Linked DNA regions of Zea mays: region 1 is linked to region 2. The links are chromatin contacts, called in public Hi-C maps. All regions are on one chromosome and are shown on one strand. The core of a region is the stretch at or near the end of the contact, and the rest is flanking DNA. Distances in the headings are between cores, read along the strand shown. Region 1 holds the start of LOC100191931 (SAUR56-auxin-responsive SAUR family member). Region 2 holds the start of LOC103626108 (CDPK-related kinase 3).

Evidence for each region. A called contact is a pair of places that touch in the nucleus more often than the background predicts.
Region 1: a contact with region 2 is called in a Hi-C map of leaf, with 6 times the contacts expected there. The contact joins the promoter of LOC100191931 here to the promoter of LOC103626108 in region 2. A contact is called at or near these places in 5 of 25 Hi-C or Micro-C datasets (ear, endosperm, leaf and 2 more).

Annotation. Positions count from the first base shown.
Region 1 is chr5:23,898,507-23,901,889 of Zm-B73-REFERENCE-NAM-5.0, forward strand. It overlaps LOC100191931 (SAUR56-auxin-responsive SAUR family member), which reads left to right and starts at 1,543. Exons shown (of 2, transcript NM_001352152.1): 1 at 1,543-2,274; 2 at 2,890-3,232. The coding sequence starts at 1,855. The coding sequence ends at 2,247. It overlaps LOC111589304 (a long non-coding RNA gene), which reads right to left. Exons shown (of 2, transcript XR_002748318.2): 1 at 3,303-3,383; 2 at 2,814-3,046.
Region 2 is chr5:23,752,337-23,755,812 of Zm-B73-REFERENCE-NAM-5.0, forward strand. LOC103626108 (CDPK-related kinase 3) reads left to right here and starts at 1,989. Exons shown (of 11, transcript XM_008646484.3): 1 at 1,989-2,846. The coding sequence starts at 2,208.

The DNA of each region.
Region 1 (3,383 bases), core at 293-2,792, 150 kb after region 2:
ACGAATCTTGAAAACTAGGAGGAATGGTGTTAGGTACATCCGTACATGAGTTCCATTGATTGCTCTAATACAATCCTAAAAATAAGAGGTTACTAACAACAATACACAAGCAAATAAAATAGCATAATCATTTCTAACTTACCTTAAAATATGGCATGAACTTGGAATTGCTAGAAATTTAGATTGGAGTGTTTATTGAGGGAAATTGTATCAACCTTGGTGACGATGAAATGATGGCCTCAAGAACAACATTGAAGTATAGACTAACAATCTTACCACTATGCTAAAATCGTTCTTGAACTGAGCGATTACTTGCATTTTATTGAAAGGCAAAATAGAAAAAATAGTCAATTCTTCTTCAACTGAAACTTCTCTACTATTTGCAAGAAGAATCTTGTCATGAAGGACCCTATGAGCTTGAAAAAACTTTCATTTCCATGCGAAAGTTCCTACTTAGGTTATAGTTTATGGCCTTGGAGAAGTTCTTCGACATGCTTCTTTCCTATAGGAATAAAAGTGTGGATATGTGTACGTTTATGAGAAGAATTACTAGCTGAGCACTCCTTCACAATCTCCATTCCTTCATCTCTTCTCTTTCCATAGAAAGAAAATTCTCCACATCTCTCTTGTTGCATTCACTACTAACCTATCGTGCAGTCTATGGTTAGAAGATATATAAACAATCCACATTTAACAAGGAGAGAGAGAGAGCAGAGAAGAGTATTGCAGTTCTCTTCTTCCGTCGTCATAGTCAATACTTGTAAAACCATAACCTGAATTCAATGGTCATAGTCAACACTTGGGAAAACCATATCATGATTCAACGAGGCCATAAAGGCAAATAATCTTGCCTATTTATTTATTTTTTAACTTTTTAAACCTTGTTTGATGAAAGTGCTCAAGTTGGGTTTTCTTTCAGATTTAGGAAAGCAGGATACGGGTGGACTTCTGATATGTCATTTTTGGAGAACTTTTGATAAATGTTGTGCCGTAGTTGCATAGCTAGACAAACAAACCATGGCATCTGGAATTTTATTTTACGTACGCAGTCGTAATATTTTGCTGCTTTAGATATATGTGCATCAAAGCTATAATCTAATTCTTGACTGTGCTGTTATGCAACAGTGGATTGCTCCGAGGAGGTTTTTTTTATTCTGTAGATTTTCCATGTTTCAGCATTCTGAAATATGCGACGCCGTTAGCAGGTGCTCTGAAATATGCAGAGTACTTAGCATTTTCTTCTACCTCTGTTTTGAATGGAAACTGATGTAAGAAACACTTTGTCTTCAAACATGTCCTGAGTTAAACTGCTGTAGAAAAAATAATGTAGTCATGTCATAGCATTCTAAAACTATGGTATTGCAAAATTATGGTTTTGAGATACAGCGCGGCGCGGGCCGCGACGCGCACTGTCTCCACGGCGCCCCAGCTCCCTGGCCCTGGCTCGGCTCGATGAGACACACACGGCGCACGGGACCTCGCGGGCCCACTTGGCGGCGTGCGCGGGGGCTATAAAAGGCGTGGCCCTCGCCTCCCAACCTCCCTCGCTCGGCACCGCAAACAAACAGAATCCACAAGGGAGGCAGAGGCAGACCCGACCCGAATCACCGCCGTCGTCGTCGTTGAGAAGAGACAAAGTGGAGGAGTAGGCCATGTCCAACGTGCCCACCTCCCTCCGCGATTCCTCCCTCACCGTCTTCCGCCTCGCCATCTCCAGCTCCGACCCCTGGCCCTTCTCTTCCTGCCTGTAACCACCATCAGCCCCCGGCCGGCCGGCTTCTTCGTCCTCCTTCCTGATCGAGCAACCACCACAAGCAAGCAAAAAGAACACCGAGCTCCTTCCTGGTGACCATCATGCCCGGCAGGCATCATCATCATCAGCAGCAGCAGCAGCTGGCGGCGGTGGCGCCCAAGGGGTGCGTGACGGTGCGCGTGGGCCTGGAGGGCGAGGAGCAGCGCCGGTTCGCGGTCCCGCTGGGCCACCTCAAGCACCCGCTCTTCGGCGCGCTGCTGGAGGAGGCCGAGCGCGAGTACGGCTTCCGGCACCAGGGCGCCCTCGCCATCCCCTGCCGCGTCGACCGCTTCGTCCAGGTGGAGCACCTCATCGGCCAGGACCTCCGCGGGACCAGCTGCGCCCAGCACCTCGTGGACCTCGACGGCGCCCTGGCAAGCGGCGGCGGAGCGCACCACCACCACCAGCACCACCACCTGCACCTGCCGCGCTTCGTTGGCTGCTTCCGCGCCTGATCGACGGCGGGCCGCGCGTCGAGCGAGGTGGTTGCTTGCTTTGGTTGATTAACTAGCACTTTGGTTTGGCTCGTCGTCCTTTTCCCCCGAATTTTTTGTATTTTAGCCCTTAAACAGAAGTAAAATCACATTTAGACCTAAAAAAATTTTAAATGCAGTTTTGCACCCTTTGCTCGGCGCCATAGGCTATGGCGCCGAGCTAACACAGCTCGGCGCCATAGGCTATGGCGCCGAGGTCGTGTTGCGTTGGCACACCCCAGACGCGTGGCGTCGACGTGGAACCGAGCTCGGCGCCACAGATCTTGGCGCCGAGCTCGGTTGTGTTATTAAAATATTTGTTGCAGACATTAGCACAAAGCCCATCTAGCCCACTTGGTAGAGCACAAGGTTTCTAACCATGTGGTCATGGGTTCAAGCCCCATAGTTTGCATTTTTTTTGTTTTTTTTTGTTTATGTCGTTGGTGTGTCCGCTTAAATTTATTTCTCGCCTAGATTTTTTTTTATCTTTGTTTTGTCACTGAAGTCAGTTCAGCTTATATAATTTACCTATACTTACACTGAAGTTGCCACAGACCTATTCTTGATCTCAACCTGGGGGTACATCTAATGTAGTATCCAAAAAATTTAACACGCACTTTACAGATAATTGATGGCGGTGTAGAACTTCTGGAGTTAAAACAAAGAGAATGGGATTTGCGCGCTGACTTGCAAGCATCGGCTATTCTTTAGCCTCCAGCAAATGATTCATGACGAGGCGGAGGCTCCTTAGCTGCTTCCAGATTTGAGCGTGTTACTGAGCCTGCAATAATAGCCAACCATAAGTTGCTTCCTCCAATAATGTCTCCAGCTCTCTCATCACGTAAATGCAAAAGGCGTGTTTTTTTTGTAATTAATACATAGAACTGCATCTTGATCGACGGACAGTACATCCACTACTTGATAATGTATGAAGAACTATTTTAACTGATGATACGAATGGTTTATTAAAGACATTCATCCACTTGTCATATCTTGCAGAAACATCGCTTAGGACATGAAAATTTGACCCCACTTACCAGTCCAAACCTTCGAAGAGCCCCTCTCCCTTTATTGCAGATGTTTTGAAAATCGCCCATTGGCGGCTCTTAATTTTGTGT
Region 2 (3,476 bases), core at 739-3,238:
GTAGGACGATGCACCGTACTTTAACGACAAGGCACGATAATGTATAGGAAATCTCTACTATATATAAACAACAGTTTTCACGTAATTAAATGTCTGCCCGCCCCCCTCCACATCTAAATGGTAAAAAACTAAAATTATACACAGATAAAGGATTGGAGCAAACAACCTAGCTCTAAAACTCATACTCACACTCATCTAGACAACAAAACACATATATCTTTTAGTTTATACTCTATATCCAAACTTAAATGAAAATCGTAAAAAAAAGCTAAAATTAAACCAACCTAGGTTACCCCGTTGGCATATCAAGTTTAGACCGGTAACCAAAGCCATGCCAAGTTCATCGTCATCTATCTTCACAAATCCTTTTGTCGTGGGTGGACGCTATGTGTTGGGTTATATGGTTTAGTAGAAACGATATTGGTGTTTGGATCATGTTCACTCAAAACCTATTTACAGGTACTTTACAGAGGGATTTATTGGTGCCGCTTTTCTGGGCACAACTGCAACAACATGAACTGGACAAGGCAATGGTGAATGATGTGTGCCGCACACTGGAGTCGGTGGTCATAGAGATCTTTGCCGGTTTCAGATGGCGGTTCACAAATCTTATCACTGTTTAATTTTTTGCGCTAGTTGTAGTTCTCATACTGCATGATGGTTGTGAGTCAGATTTCTTGTATGTAATAAGAGGTGCGGACCCTCTGTTGAGGTGAAGGTCGTTGATTCTTATTATATATCTAAAAAAAGATCAACACACAACATGCATAGATCCGAATTTGAATTGTGGTTGTTTCTTCCGTCTTTATTTTTACATCATAAACTTCACTAGTAGCTCTTCAGGGGCAACGACAAAATTGGTCCATGCACCGATGTAGACCGCTATACATTGTCAGGTTTAGTTTGAAAGAGATGGTGCCGCGTCCACGATATATAAAAACTCCATGGCCATCACTCTTGCTCCATGGCCATCACTCTTGCTTTTATGATCCAACTGGTTTTCGTGGTAATGCTATGAAGTTGATGCGAATCAATCACCTTAATGTAAAACTGGAAAGCCTATTACTACATACCCATTGGACGAATAATACACATAGAGGTATATTTGTGCGTAACTTCAATTAGTTTAGAGCATGATATAGAACAATATTGAGTTATTCTATGATTCATAAGACAACTATTAGATTCTATAGAGGAGCTACTGTCATCCACCAAAGGATGAATCTAGCTGAAAGTGTCATAAAATTTACCTACATTATCGATGCCACCTATGTTGGCGTATTCCCACGTGCTAGTGGCAGATCTAGGTTTGCTCGTCGTGGCGTTAGCGCATAACGGTCTATCCACAAAAAGGATAATGATTTGTCGGTATCAATCCGACAAAATAAAAGTTTGCTCGTCGTGGCATTAGCACGTAACGGTATGTCCACAAAAGAATAACGATTTGTCGGTATCGATCCGACAAAATACAAGGATGGTGACTTTCTTAAATCAAAATGCAAAGGTAAGTTATTAAAGCACACATTTTGATAAAAATGACAAACAATGGAATACCACCATCTATTACAAGACGAAACAAACAAACATCCACGCCATATATATTGTGCTATTATTAGGATTAAAGCTAGCAGACACTTGGAAATGTAGTCTATTTCTTTCAAATTTCAACGCCCGTAGGAGCGAGCATTTCCATATCTCAACCACGGGTCCACGGCCAAGTTCAAATTTCGACGGGATCGTGCCAAATACTCACCACAGAACACACGAAATGTTCAGGCCCTCGGACACCGCCATGTGGGCCGATTCCACTCAATTGAAAATGGCTCCACGCGTCATGCACTTCGACGGTTCGACGAGCCCCCTCGTCCCTTGTCTCCCGTCACGCGAGCCCCCCCGCACCCCCGGCCGCGCAGCCCACACGCGCAGGCGGCAGGCGCAGTCCGTCACCCTCAACGCGTCCAATGCGGGGTCTGCTGCTGCCGCAATTCATTTTTTCCCTCTTCAGTTCCCGTTTGGTTTCGTCACACCACCCTCCACTGCCTTCCTTCTCGTCGCCCCCTCGTCCACTGCATTAATACTGCCACTCCCCGCCCCCCGTTCCCCTCTCCTCGCACGCTTCCGGAGCTATAAATCTCGGCGCCCCCCGGCTACCGGACCCCGCATTCCCGTGCGCGAGCTCCGGTGATCGCCGGGACCGGCCGGCGGCCATGGGGCAGTGCTACGCGAGGAACGTGCACGGCGTCGACGCCGACGACGGCGGCGTGGGGGCGACCACCATCACGGTCTCGGCGGCGGGAGGGCCGGAGGATGCGGCGTCGGTAGGGGGAGGGGGAGGACGAGGAGGAGGGAGGCGGAGCGCGCGGCCGTCGCCGGCGGGGACGCCGCGCGGGGGCAGGGCCGGGGCCGGGGCGACGCCGGCGCGGTCGTCGGCGGCCGGCAGCCCCTGGGCGCCCGGGCTCCCCGATGGCATCGCGCCGTCGCCGGCGACCTCGGTGTCCACGCCGCGCCGATTCTTCCGCCGCCCGTTCCCGCCGCCGTCCCCGGCCAAGCACATCAAGGCGTCCCTCGCGCGCCGGCTCGGCCACCGGTCGCCGGCCTCCGCGTCGCAGGTGCCCATGCCGCCCGTCGAGGTCCCGATCCAGGAGCACGGGGCGGGAGGCGCCGGGGGTGGCGCTGGGCAGCGGGAGCTTGACAAGAGCTTCGGCTACGACCGCCAGTTCGCCGCCAAGTACGAGCTAGGGAAGGAGGTGGGCCGCGGCCATTTCGGACACACCTGCCTCGTGCGTGCCCGCAAGGGAGACATGAGAGGCCAGGTCCTGGCTGTCAAGGTCATCTCCAAAGCCAAGGTCTTGCTACTCGTGATCTCACACCACTCTTTTACTGAACGCGCGATCTTACCAGTTTCAATGGCCTCGGTTTCTCCAGCGGATCATGAACCAACTATGTGTGTGTTTGGGGGTGTAGAATTGCCGTCCTGTCTTGATCTTTTTAACTCTCGCTTAGTACACCATGGTTTGGTTGTTAGTTTCACAACAATAATCCAGTAACTCTGCATTGCCACTAGCACAGATGTTGCAATCATAAGTTCATCATTTGTTTCTTGGCTGCCTTGCACGGTGATCAGTTTTTTTTTTTTTTTTTTTTTTTTTGCCATGGTATTGGCATTTCCCCGCAGGGTTAGAAGTACATTGTAGAGATCCTGTTTCAGCAATGGCGCATTTAATGCTTTGCCTGTTTATATGATCTGAGTGTTCAGCTGTTCATCCATCTATCCCCTGTTCCTTGCTTTCTTGTTCTTTCTTTAAGCTATTATGGAATAGTAGCTTATGCAGTGTTAGATCAGTAGCTTGGCAGTGACTGAGTTCTTTGTGAGACCTCAGGGAACTCGTCAGTGGAGCTGGACTTCTGCAGCATCTCCATCATATTGTTGTTCACTGCCATGAGTTCTGTAGTCCCTTATGGCCTGTTTGTTTGGG